3 separate regions of the Mus musculus genome follow, and all the other regions are linked to region 2. Evidence: chromatin contacts called from public Hi-C and HiChIP or PLAC-seq data. All regions are on one chromosome and are shown on one strand. Each heading gives the region's core, a stretch centred on a gene start, on an enhancer-like site or on the middle of the called end of the contact. The rest is flanking DNA. Distances are from core to core; before and after follow the strand shown.

Evidence for each region. A called contact is a pair of places that touch in the nucleus more often than the background predicts. HiChIP or PLAC-seq counts read pairs in DNA pulled down with a chosen protein or histone mark.
Region 1: a contact with region 2 is called in an H3K4me3 HiChIP or PLAC-seq map of bone marrow-derived macrophages, with 4 times the contacts expected there. The contact joins the enhancer-like site here to the promoter of P2ry1 in region 2. A contact is called at or near these places in 1 of 484 Hi-C or Micro-C datasets (macrophages) and 3 of 115 datasets of contacts at active chromatin or transcription factors (bone marrow-derived macrophages, neural progenitor cells and pancreatic cancer cells).
Region 3: a Hi-C map of the G1E-ER4 cell line shows a contact between it and region 2, with 3 times the contacts expected there. The contact joins the enhancer-like site here to the promoter of P2ry1 in region 2. A contact is called at or near these places in 3 of 39 promoter capture datasets (fetal liver, hematopoietic stem and progenitor cells and liver), 2 of 15 datasets of contacts at CTCF or cohesin (the G1E-ER4 cell line and large pre-B cells), 4 of 484 Hi-C or Micro-C datasets (all in the G1E-ER4 cell line), 2 of 115 datasets of contacts at active chromatin or transcription factors (large pre-B cells and neural tube) and 1 of 9 other capture datasets (pancreatic islet).

Annotation. Positions count from the first base shown.
Region 1 is chr3:61,215,162-61,218,277 of GRCm38.p6, reverse strand. No RefSeq gene overlaps it. Among named protein-coding and RNA genes, the nearest start is that of Rap2b, 150 kb to the left of the region's middle. Within about 2 kb of position 1,392, at least 21 of the 459 cell types and tissues checked have an H3K27ac peak or open chromatin away from gene starts, as enhancers often do. A contact at or near this core is called in bone marrow-derived macrophages and pancreatic cancer cells, where this site is marked.
Region 2 is chr3:61,001,395-61,004,838 of GRCm38.p6, reverse strand. It overlaps P2ry1 (purinergic receptor P2Y, G-protein coupled 1), which reads right to left and starts at 2,054. Exons shown (of 2, transcript NM_008772.5): 1 at 240-2,054. The coding sequence starts at 1,397. The coding sequence ends at 276.
Region 3 is chr3:60,818,427-60,821,521 of GRCm38.p6, reverse strand. All of the region lies in intron 2 of Gm553061 (a long non-coding RNA gene), which reads left to right. Among named protein-coding and RNA genes, the nearest start is that of Gm38326, 32 kb to the right of the region's middle. Within about 2 kb of position 1,676, at least 46 of the 459 cell types and tissues checked have an H3K27ac peak or open chromatin away from gene starts, as enhancers often do. A contact at or near this core is called in the G1E-ER4 cell line, fetal liver and hematopoietic stem and progenitor cells, where this site is marked.

The sequences.
Region 1 (3,116 bases), core at 143-2,642, 210 kb before region 2:
TCTTTTTGACATTGTTCTCCAGTTCTCCTCCTCATTTAATCTTAATTTTTTCCTTTAAGTTAGAGTAGAAGCATTATTCACAAGAAAGTAAATAACTATTTACTAACAACCAAGAAACTGATGTCCCTTATTGAGGAGCTACTGTCAGCGAATAGTTGCTGGGTTAAAAAATGACTTCTTTTTAAGGATGTGGCCATTGATCACATATCTTTGCTCCAGTGGACTACTTGAAACCTATGCATGCATGGGGAGCATTGTCTTGGCTTGGTGGGTTATATAATAATAATAATAAGGTATGAAGAGGTCATTCAGGAAACTGAGAGTGGGGGAATGGGAGGCAAGTATAATTCGTTGTATAACTCATTGTATATGTGTATGAATTTCTTAAATATAAAAATGTTTAAAAGAATAAACTAGTTCACAGAAAACCAAAAATGTCATAGTAAGAAAATGATGGTGCAGGATCTATATTTCTTCACTTCCAAGTTTGCACTCTCAGACATGCTGTAAGAATGTTTAGAAATGATGAATTATTGATAGATGTCAAAATGTTGTTGACTTTTCTGAGCGAGAGAGTTAAAATTCAATTCTACCTTGTACAAAAACTTTGGAATTAATTGTTGACACTTGCCAGTTTTTTGCCCTGTCCCTTGCTCAAGAAGATTACCCCCAAAGCTCTGCCATTGGTGTGTGCAGTGACATTCTCTCCTCTGTTACAACTGTTACTCACCATGGGAAGAAATGTAGAAACCGTCTCTAGTCCAGAAGCTGAACTTGATGTGGGATGAGTCATAGGAAAATGGAAATACTGACATTTTCATGAAATAAATATCTTTGCTATTTTCTATTACCTGGATTGTTGATACTGCACCCAAGCCTGTAAATATTGGGAAAGGCCTAATACTTCTCAGAAATTCAGAATTATTTACTAACTGAACTGTTTACAAAGCAATTAATCCCATAAACCAAATAGAAAAGGGAGAGCTACTGAACAAAAGAAGCCACAATGAAATGATTTTGTTTGATGTAAACTCTGAATTACTTATGTAGTAATTTTATGAAAAGGGGGTGGAGGATCTTGACCACTCCTCAATGTTTGTTTTTACCAGTGAATTATTCAAAAATGAACTCACATGGTCAAGGGTATCCAAATGGAAGTTGGCCACACTGGCACAGAGCCACTGATTCTCTTTGTGACCCTCTCACACGTCAAAATGGATGCCATGCTTTCTCCACCCTATTTCATTCTTCTCTTTATGTCTTTAGGCAATACAGTTGCTTTTCTTAATGAGATAGAAAACTGCATTTGCTGTCTGTCTTGTCTGATGGCCAATGCTGTTAACCGTTGGTTTCTATTGTGCCAGTGCTTGAGGGAAGTGATTGTATGGGTGACTCATGTGTGAAAGCAAGGAGAAAAATGAACTGAGTAATATTTGAGAAGCCTGTAAGGATCTCATGCCCACAAGTGGCATAATCGTCCAAAAGCTGGCCAGAGTTCACAGAAAACAGAGCTCCAATAATAACGATTTGACATGCATTCCACCAGTGGGTGAAAACAAATGTAAGAGGAAAAGCCACTTCATTGTAAAAGACTTATCACACAACAGACCCTGCATTCAGGAAGGGCCACATAGCAGAACACTTATGTAAGCCCTAGCTATTATGAGGGCAAGTGTGAATTCGCATCAGTCTTGGTAAGATAAGCCAACTGTCAGGGGAACGGGCACCAAATTTGATGATATAATTTCAGAGTTTGGAAACTTTAAGATGGCTCAGAAGGAAGAGATTATGTTTAAGACTATTTTCTGTTCCTGTGCCTGAATATCACAGATTGAGTAATTTGTAAGGAATAAATGTTTATTCAGCTGGGAAATGTGGGTGATGGGAAGTTCAAAATAGGACTGGTGGGGGCTCTGGAGAGATAAAGCAATCATCACTTATCATCAGAGATAAGTCACCTTTCCCCTGGCCTCTTTTCTGTCAAAGTCACTAATTCAATCATGAGGGCTCTGACCTTATGACCCCATCCATTTCTAATTATCTCCCAGGGAGTTCACCTTCAAAAATCATTAATATACAACCTTGGAATTAAGGTTTCAGCACATGGATTCCAGTGTTCATACCCAAGTCACAGAACTCAGAAATTAATAGCAATGTCACCTTCTCAGGGACGGATATTGCTTTTAGCTCTTAAACTATGGGGAGCAGAGCAAGTAGCTTTAGACGTAGTACTAAGAGTCAAGTTTAAGCTTTAGCTAGATATTTAGGAGCATGGCTAGAGGTTGAGTCTGGATTGCTGAGAGAAGCAGCTTTGTGATATTGAGAGAGCTTTGTACATAGTCAACCCAGGATCCCATGTTTGAACCTTTGAGAATTAAGGCAGTTTTTAGTTTTCTGTTTGATTCATATAATTTATGACTGATGTGTAATATTAAACTAATGGTTGCTGTCGTTAAGTCTAAGTGATTCCTGCTTCATAGAAACTCAGGTGTATAGGAAATGAATGATCTTTCATCCAAATTTTTATTTAAGCTATCTTTTTCATCTGAATGGTGAGAGAAGAAAAGGAACAAAAATAATCTAACAATAACCTCAGTCTTTTTAAGGCCCACCCTACCTTTCTTTGTCTACACAGCTGTGTTATTTCATGTTTGGGTAAATGGGGCCCAGGAATATCATCTGGCTATTGTTTATTTGTAGTTTTGTCCTTTGCTTTGCTGTGCTTGTGACTCACTTTATCATATCATTGGTTAACTAGCTTAAACACACCTTCAGGTCCTTCAGCTCCCGAAGTTTATGCATCATCTTGTGACATGGATGTGTGGCAAGGATGTCCTTTGCCCAGACTGCCTATCATCTTATTTGACTCAGCAGACTCCATTTTAAGCTAACTTATTTTCTGCAGACACTGAACTGAGCATAGGACACTGGACATGTCTTGTCTGGAAGGGGGATTGAACTTGCGTATCTCATCTCTCTGCCTACTTTTCCCAGGTAGCTTCTAATATTCTTAGAATTCTTTTCTAGAGGGGAAGTAACTAAAGCTACTGAGTGAGTTCTGGCTGTGCTCCAGGTATGAAAACGACAGAAGTTGTCAAATGCTTTAAAGTTTGGGT
Region 2 (3,444 bases), core at 805-3,304:
TCTCTCTCTCTCTCTCAACAGAAAAAAAGCCTGTGAATTGAAAAGGAGGAAGGGGAAGTGTTTATTACACATACTTCTATTCAGTAAGAAAGGAGATTACAGGAAAGAACAATAAATGTGGATATGTGCATCAAATTGATGCTTCTTAATTTTTAGACTCACGACTTTCTTCTTTGGAGAATTCTCTTACATTACTAGGAACTTAGGAAGAAAAGCATCTTGTTCTATGAGCATCCTACCATGTTACAAAACTCAGGAGCTAGGATCTCGTGCCTTCACAAACTCGTGTCTCCATTCTGCTTGAACTCAGATAAAATATTGAGAGTCATTTCTTCACTCTTGGATTGTAAATTGGCCTCACTCCTCCTGGAAGCTTTCCTGGTGGCTCGGGACAGTCTCCTTCTGAATGTATCTCCAGCCAAGAAATAAAGAATGGGGTCCACACAGCTGTTGAGACTTGCTAGACCTCTTGTTACCTGATAAGTGGCATAAACCCTGTCGTTGAAATCACACATTTCTGGGGTCTGGAAATCCAACCGTGCTCGCAAATTCATCGTTTTCATCACATGGAAAGGGATATAAGACACAGCAAACACCGTCAGGACAATTATCACCAGGTAAATGGATTTCCTCCGGAGCGGAGAGTTGTCCAGGTCATTGTAAATCAAAGCTTTAACAATTAATCCATAACAGCCCAAGATCAGCACCAAAGGGATGCAGAACATGGCCACAGTCGTGCACATACTGTAGATGAAATAACTTCGCAGGTAATCATTGGACGTGGTGTCATAGCAGGTGACAGTTTTGTTTTTCCGAGTCCCAGTGCCAGAGTAGAAGAGAATAGGGGAGATGGCCACCACCACAATGAGCCACACCAGCACGCTGACATAAATGGCATTCTTCTTCTTGAGCCTGCCCAGAGACTTGAGAGGGTACACCACGCCACTGTACCTGTGTGCGCTGATGCAGGTGAGGAACAAGATGCTACCGTAGAGATTTACGTGGAAGATGAATCTCTGCAGCTTGCACATAGCATCCCCGAAGATCCAGTCAGTCTTGTTGAAGTAGTAGAAGATGAGGGCTGGTAGGGTGAGCACGTATAAAAAGTCAGCCAGAGCCAAATTGAACATGTACACGGAGATGCCGCTCCAAGGCTTCATGTGGAAAACGAACATCCAGATAGCCACGCTGTTGCCTAGGAAGCCTATGATGAACACTAAAATGTAGACAGCCGGCAGGTAGTAGAACTGGAAACCGGTCTTGGTCAGGGCACATTGGAATGAAGAGGAAACTGCTGCAGTTGAGGCGACAGTACTGTTTCCCCAAAGCGAGCCCAGGCCCGCCAGAAAGGCAGCATCCGTCCCGTTGGGGACAACCGACCAAGGCACCTCGGTCATCCTCTTCTTTCCAACTCAGGCAGCTACTAGAAAGGGCAGACCGCGGCGAGCGGGCAGCAGCGGCGAGAGACTCAGCGCGCATCGGAGGCGCAGGCCAGGGACCGCGCGCGGGAGTTCCCCACGGGTCGGAGCGCGCAGGGGCTCGCCCACGCCGGCTCTGGCCGCGCTTTTGTCGCGGGCCATGAAATTCGCCCGGAGCTGCGACCGATCTAAGCTGAAGGACGTGCGGGCAACTTCCCGGTCCAGCTGGCGGCGCGGAGGTTACACAACAGGACGCGCAGGGCACCTCCACCAAGTTTGCAAGTGCGCTCCCGCGCAGGGCGACTGATAGGCGCTGCTCAGAGCGCCTGGGGCGCGGCGGGTCAAGTCCAAGTAGTTCGGCTGTTCCCAGCGGCCCGAAGGCGCAGGCCAACCACCTCCTCTCTGATCAACTTTGCCTGGCCATCTGCCTACTCCCTACCTTGCAACCCGGGACCTTCACCAGGGACGCCGCGACTCTTCTTCCGGCCACATTCTGAGCCCGCGCTCAACCTTGGAGGTCTTTTGGAGAGCGCGTGGCCTCGGACCCTGGCGTACTACCTACCCTGTACCCCGCTCACAGTCCATGAAGGCTGCAGCTCGTCTCCGCGCTCGGCTGGGTCTCGAGTGCAGGGGGCAGGAGAGAAAGCCAGGCTCCCAGCGGGGTGGGCGGAGCCTAGGAGCCCGGGCGAGTCTGTGCTCCGCGGGGAGGCAAGGGGCGTGTCTCCGCCGTGCAAGCTCCGGGCCGCCGGCTCAGGGCTGGGCGCCCAGGGCGGGAGGTGGCCTCTGGAAGCAGAGATCGCGGTGCCCCTGCACGCCTGGCAAGGCCGCCACCACTCGAATCAGTGGTCAGAACAAAAGGTGCTCTAGGGCAGCGGTGGCTTCTGGCCAGCGTATGGCTGGAGGGGTTTCCTCGGTCCTCCACCAGCTAGCTCTGTAAAGTGAAGTTGCTGACACGCTGAAAACCTTCTGGACGCTGGCAGCGTTGTGTCTAAAGCTTTGAGCTGAGCAGTCTGAGACAGACATCTCCGGAGCCTCCCCGGAACTCGCAAGGTGTTTGCAGGCTCCAGACAACCAGCGGTTTGCAGGTGGGCACGCCCTGGCCCTGCACAGCGCCTTGCTTTGCCCAACGCGTGTAGGAACCTGCTGATCCCAGAGGGTGCCAGCTCTGAATGAGTGAGGGTGGTAAGCGGCATGGGCAAGTCGCTTTCTGCCCTTCATGTCTGTTTGTTTTTATTGTTGTTTGCTTTATCCAAATACTATTTTTTGCACTACTTAGAAAAATGCTAATACACCGGCATCACTGGTAACATTATTGTGAGAATGTACATAAGAACCTGGTCTAACTGCTTAGTTAACGCAGCACACATCATCAGTCCAACTTGACTGCTAACACTTGCTGGAAAGAACAAGCGCCCTCCCTCCAACCTCCAGTTACCATTTACATACATTTAAATAATAGAGACTACAGTGAAAATGATTCTGAATCAAGCTGAATATTAAACACAGCTTTATAAAGAAAGAGGGTTCATTTGTTGAGGGATAACTTTACAGTTTGGCTTTATTGTGAATCTTATTTCTTAAAATGCCTGTTCCTCTAGTAGATACCTTTCAAATTTAGACAGAGACCAATGTAATTATTTTATTTTTTGTAAATCTTAGTCTAGGGTTCCAAATGCATAAAAAATGTGGGCAATATATAAAAAAAAAGTGTTTAATTGTAAACTAAATGGATTGTTTCCTACCTGAAGACATGATTAAACAGACCCACCCAAGAATGGAACCAAGCCCTTCTTGACAATCTACTGATTAATGTATTTTATGTGCCATATTAACAAATACATTTTTTCTTGTAAAAAAAAAGTACGAGGATAGAATACCTTCGATTATATTCTATAGCCATTTCATTCTAGTTTCATATATTAAATGACTTTGTTCCCTTAAAAACACTCAAGGAGTTGGTGATCTGTCTCAGCCACTAAAGGCATTAGGCACTTACCGCCAAGCCTGAGGACTTGAGCTTGATCCC
Region 3 (3,095 bases), core at 427-2,926, 180 kb after region 2:
CCCCAAACACTAGGGGGGGGGTCTTCTATACTATTGTCATTAGATTTTTACCACTACTTATTTTTTTAAGTGATAAGCACTTCAGTATTTAATTGAAAAAAAATACTAAAAATGCACTGATTTTTCAAGCATGCACACATACACACACACACACACACACACACACAGAGGGAGAGAGAGAGAGAGAGAGAGAGAGAGAGAGAGAGAGAGAGAGAGAGAGAGAGAACAACAAAATGAGAGGAAAAAAGTCTCACACACCATTGTTGAATTTTTTCATATAATAATTGGAGAAGATATACTGAAGATGACATAAATGAGCAAGTTCAAGCCTTCAGTCATGACCTATTGATTCATAGATTATATAGTCGGTTCAATAATCTCAAAGATAATTTTGGCACCTTTCTCACTAATTCTTGTGATTTATAGTGATGGATGACATGTGATGAATGCTGAATGTATGCTGAGTTCTGGACTGAGTTTTTTTTCTACACATTAGTTATTTGTAACCCTTACAACAGTTTTGAGAAGCAAGTATTATTGGCCTACCAGCTATTATTTATTATGCAGCCCTTTTCATGGGTAAAAAAGTCTGTAAGCCTATGTCATCCAGCATCCATGAAGAGCACTCTTTAATTTTTGTGTTTGCTATAAGTCTTGAATACTGAACAGTTAGAGCAATGATATTCTAAGGCTCAAATAATCTTCACTTAGAACAGTGATTCTCAGCCTTCCTGATGCAGTGACCCTTTATTTAATACAGTTCCTCATGTGGTGGTGACTCCCCCAACAATAAAATTATTTTGCTGCTATTTCATAGCTGTAATTTTGCTACTGTTATGAATTATACTGTGAATATGTGATACACAGGACATCTGATCTGTAATCCCCCAAGGGGTTACAACCCACAGGTTAAGAACCAGTGGACTTAGGATGTTTCTTGATCTCTGTAACCAGTGTTTGCAAAACTTTTCATGGCTTTGCTTATGGCTCCAATCAGCACACTGTCACACTGTGTGTATGTGTGTGTGTGTGTGTGTGTGTGTGTGTGTGTGTGTGTGCGCGCGCGCGTGTGTTTTCTAGGAATTGTTTCACCTCTAAGCAGTATGCCTAGCCCTAGAGATTTAAGTCGTATTCTCTTTAGAAAAATTAATTTCCAAGAATTTTTACACTCAAAGTATATTTTCCAGGTTCTCTTTATTCATTAGACTGAGGTCAAGCTTCAGAGTCCCTTAGCTCTTCTCCTACTCCCTTCATCTTATTGTCACTTGTCTGCTCATCTGAAACCACCCCACCCCCTTGTCTGGTTCAACAGGAACCTTGTTAGACCACAAAGTGATAAAGACTGAAGTTCCAAGGAGTGTGTTATATAAAGATACTGAGGTCTCACAGAAGTTCATACTTGGTGCTGAGGTCCTGTTAAGCATTTAGAATCTTAGACAGCAGAGAAGAAAACAATTACTACCTCAAACACAAAAGGAAAGAATTTGGAGCTTGGACAAGGCAAATTTTCTGAACATCTCTACTTAACACTTATTTCTTAGGGGCTCAAGGAGGCAGAAGACCCCATCCTTCTGGAGGTGAACACTTTTCACAATAGTTGGTTCTGTGCCCAGAAAATGAAAGTCTTGTCGTCATAACCCTGTCTTTCACTGATTAGAGAGTAACATTCTGAAAAAACAGCTCTTATCTGCCAGCACGTGGGAGAGGGGCACACCCATTGGTCTGAGCTCACTTTGACTTCATACTATTCATGCTATAGAATTTGCAGCTATTGTAAAAACCACGTGCACTCACAGACACGTGCACACACAGAGAGACACTCCATGACTTTTACTCATTTTACTCTTGTTATTCAATAAACGAGTTAGTGGGCTGAGTTCATATTGTACTCAAAATATGAAACTGAGCATGAATTCAAAATGAAATGTAATGTGCATGACATTTGTGAGGTATCAATTATATTCTGAGGAAATCCAGACAGTCTGATAAAGAGAAAAGAAATCATTCTATTTCTAGAGACCTGGGCACTTGCCTACTCCACATCAATCATGCAGTTGATCTTCCTGGCAGTAACTGTGAAACCCGATACAATTAAAAATGAGTCCATCGGTGCTAAAATATTCCCTATGTCTCTCTCCTCCATGGCCAGTATTTCTCCATTTACTATATATCTACTATGTTGTGACCTACACTCTAGGCACCAGAGTAAAGAGCTAACTCATCCACTATGTTGGGGATAAACCAAGTGTAGCACACATTGGCTTAGAATACCAGCTCTTAGGTTCCCTTCCACTATTATTGAGGCATGTGCTGCATAGGAGGGATTATGCTTTTATCCACCCAAGGGAAGCACATACAACAAGGCATCCCTATCTTTCCACAGTGCTCCATCTCAAATGACCATCAGGAGGTTATAGCCTTTGTAATGTGTTCAGTCCCTTGCCTAGATTAGAATTTGTCAAGAACCTCACGTAGATTGAGTTGTCTGTATATCAAGTCATGGCATTTCAAATAAGGGTAGTGATATCCACTGTCCTGTGTGACCCCAAGAGGCCCTGAAATGTTTTAACACAGCCTTTCCTTTTCCCTGTTTTCCTTCCCAGTGCCCGCTTCCTTACCACACAGGAAAGATGAAAGTTAGGTATTACTCAAAAAATAAGAACCTAAAGAACCTTGGAGAACCTGTACAAGGCAAAAATATGGTAGAAGAAAGGAAGGTACATGGTAGCTGAGTCTCAAAGTCCCTACATATGCTCCTTTGCTCTATGTTAAAATTCTCACTTTAAATATCAAGCCAGCAATCAGAGCATGACATGGAGCCTCTTAGAGGAGCATACTGAGTTCAGTCCTAAAGAGTTTCATTTTCAAGGCACAGCATGGCTATCACTCTACTTTCTAGCTAACCCATCAAAGAAAGGTTTAGTTTCCCTCTCAGGGAAGTCCTTGTCCTTCCATTGGACCCAGTGTACTCAAAGTCTGTGCAGATGCATAATAAGAAACCAAATGACCCTGGCTGCTTAACTACAAGGAAAACTTCAGGATTATCTCTTTTCATTAACTCCTAGGTAGAATCCAGAAGACAATCATAACTGGAT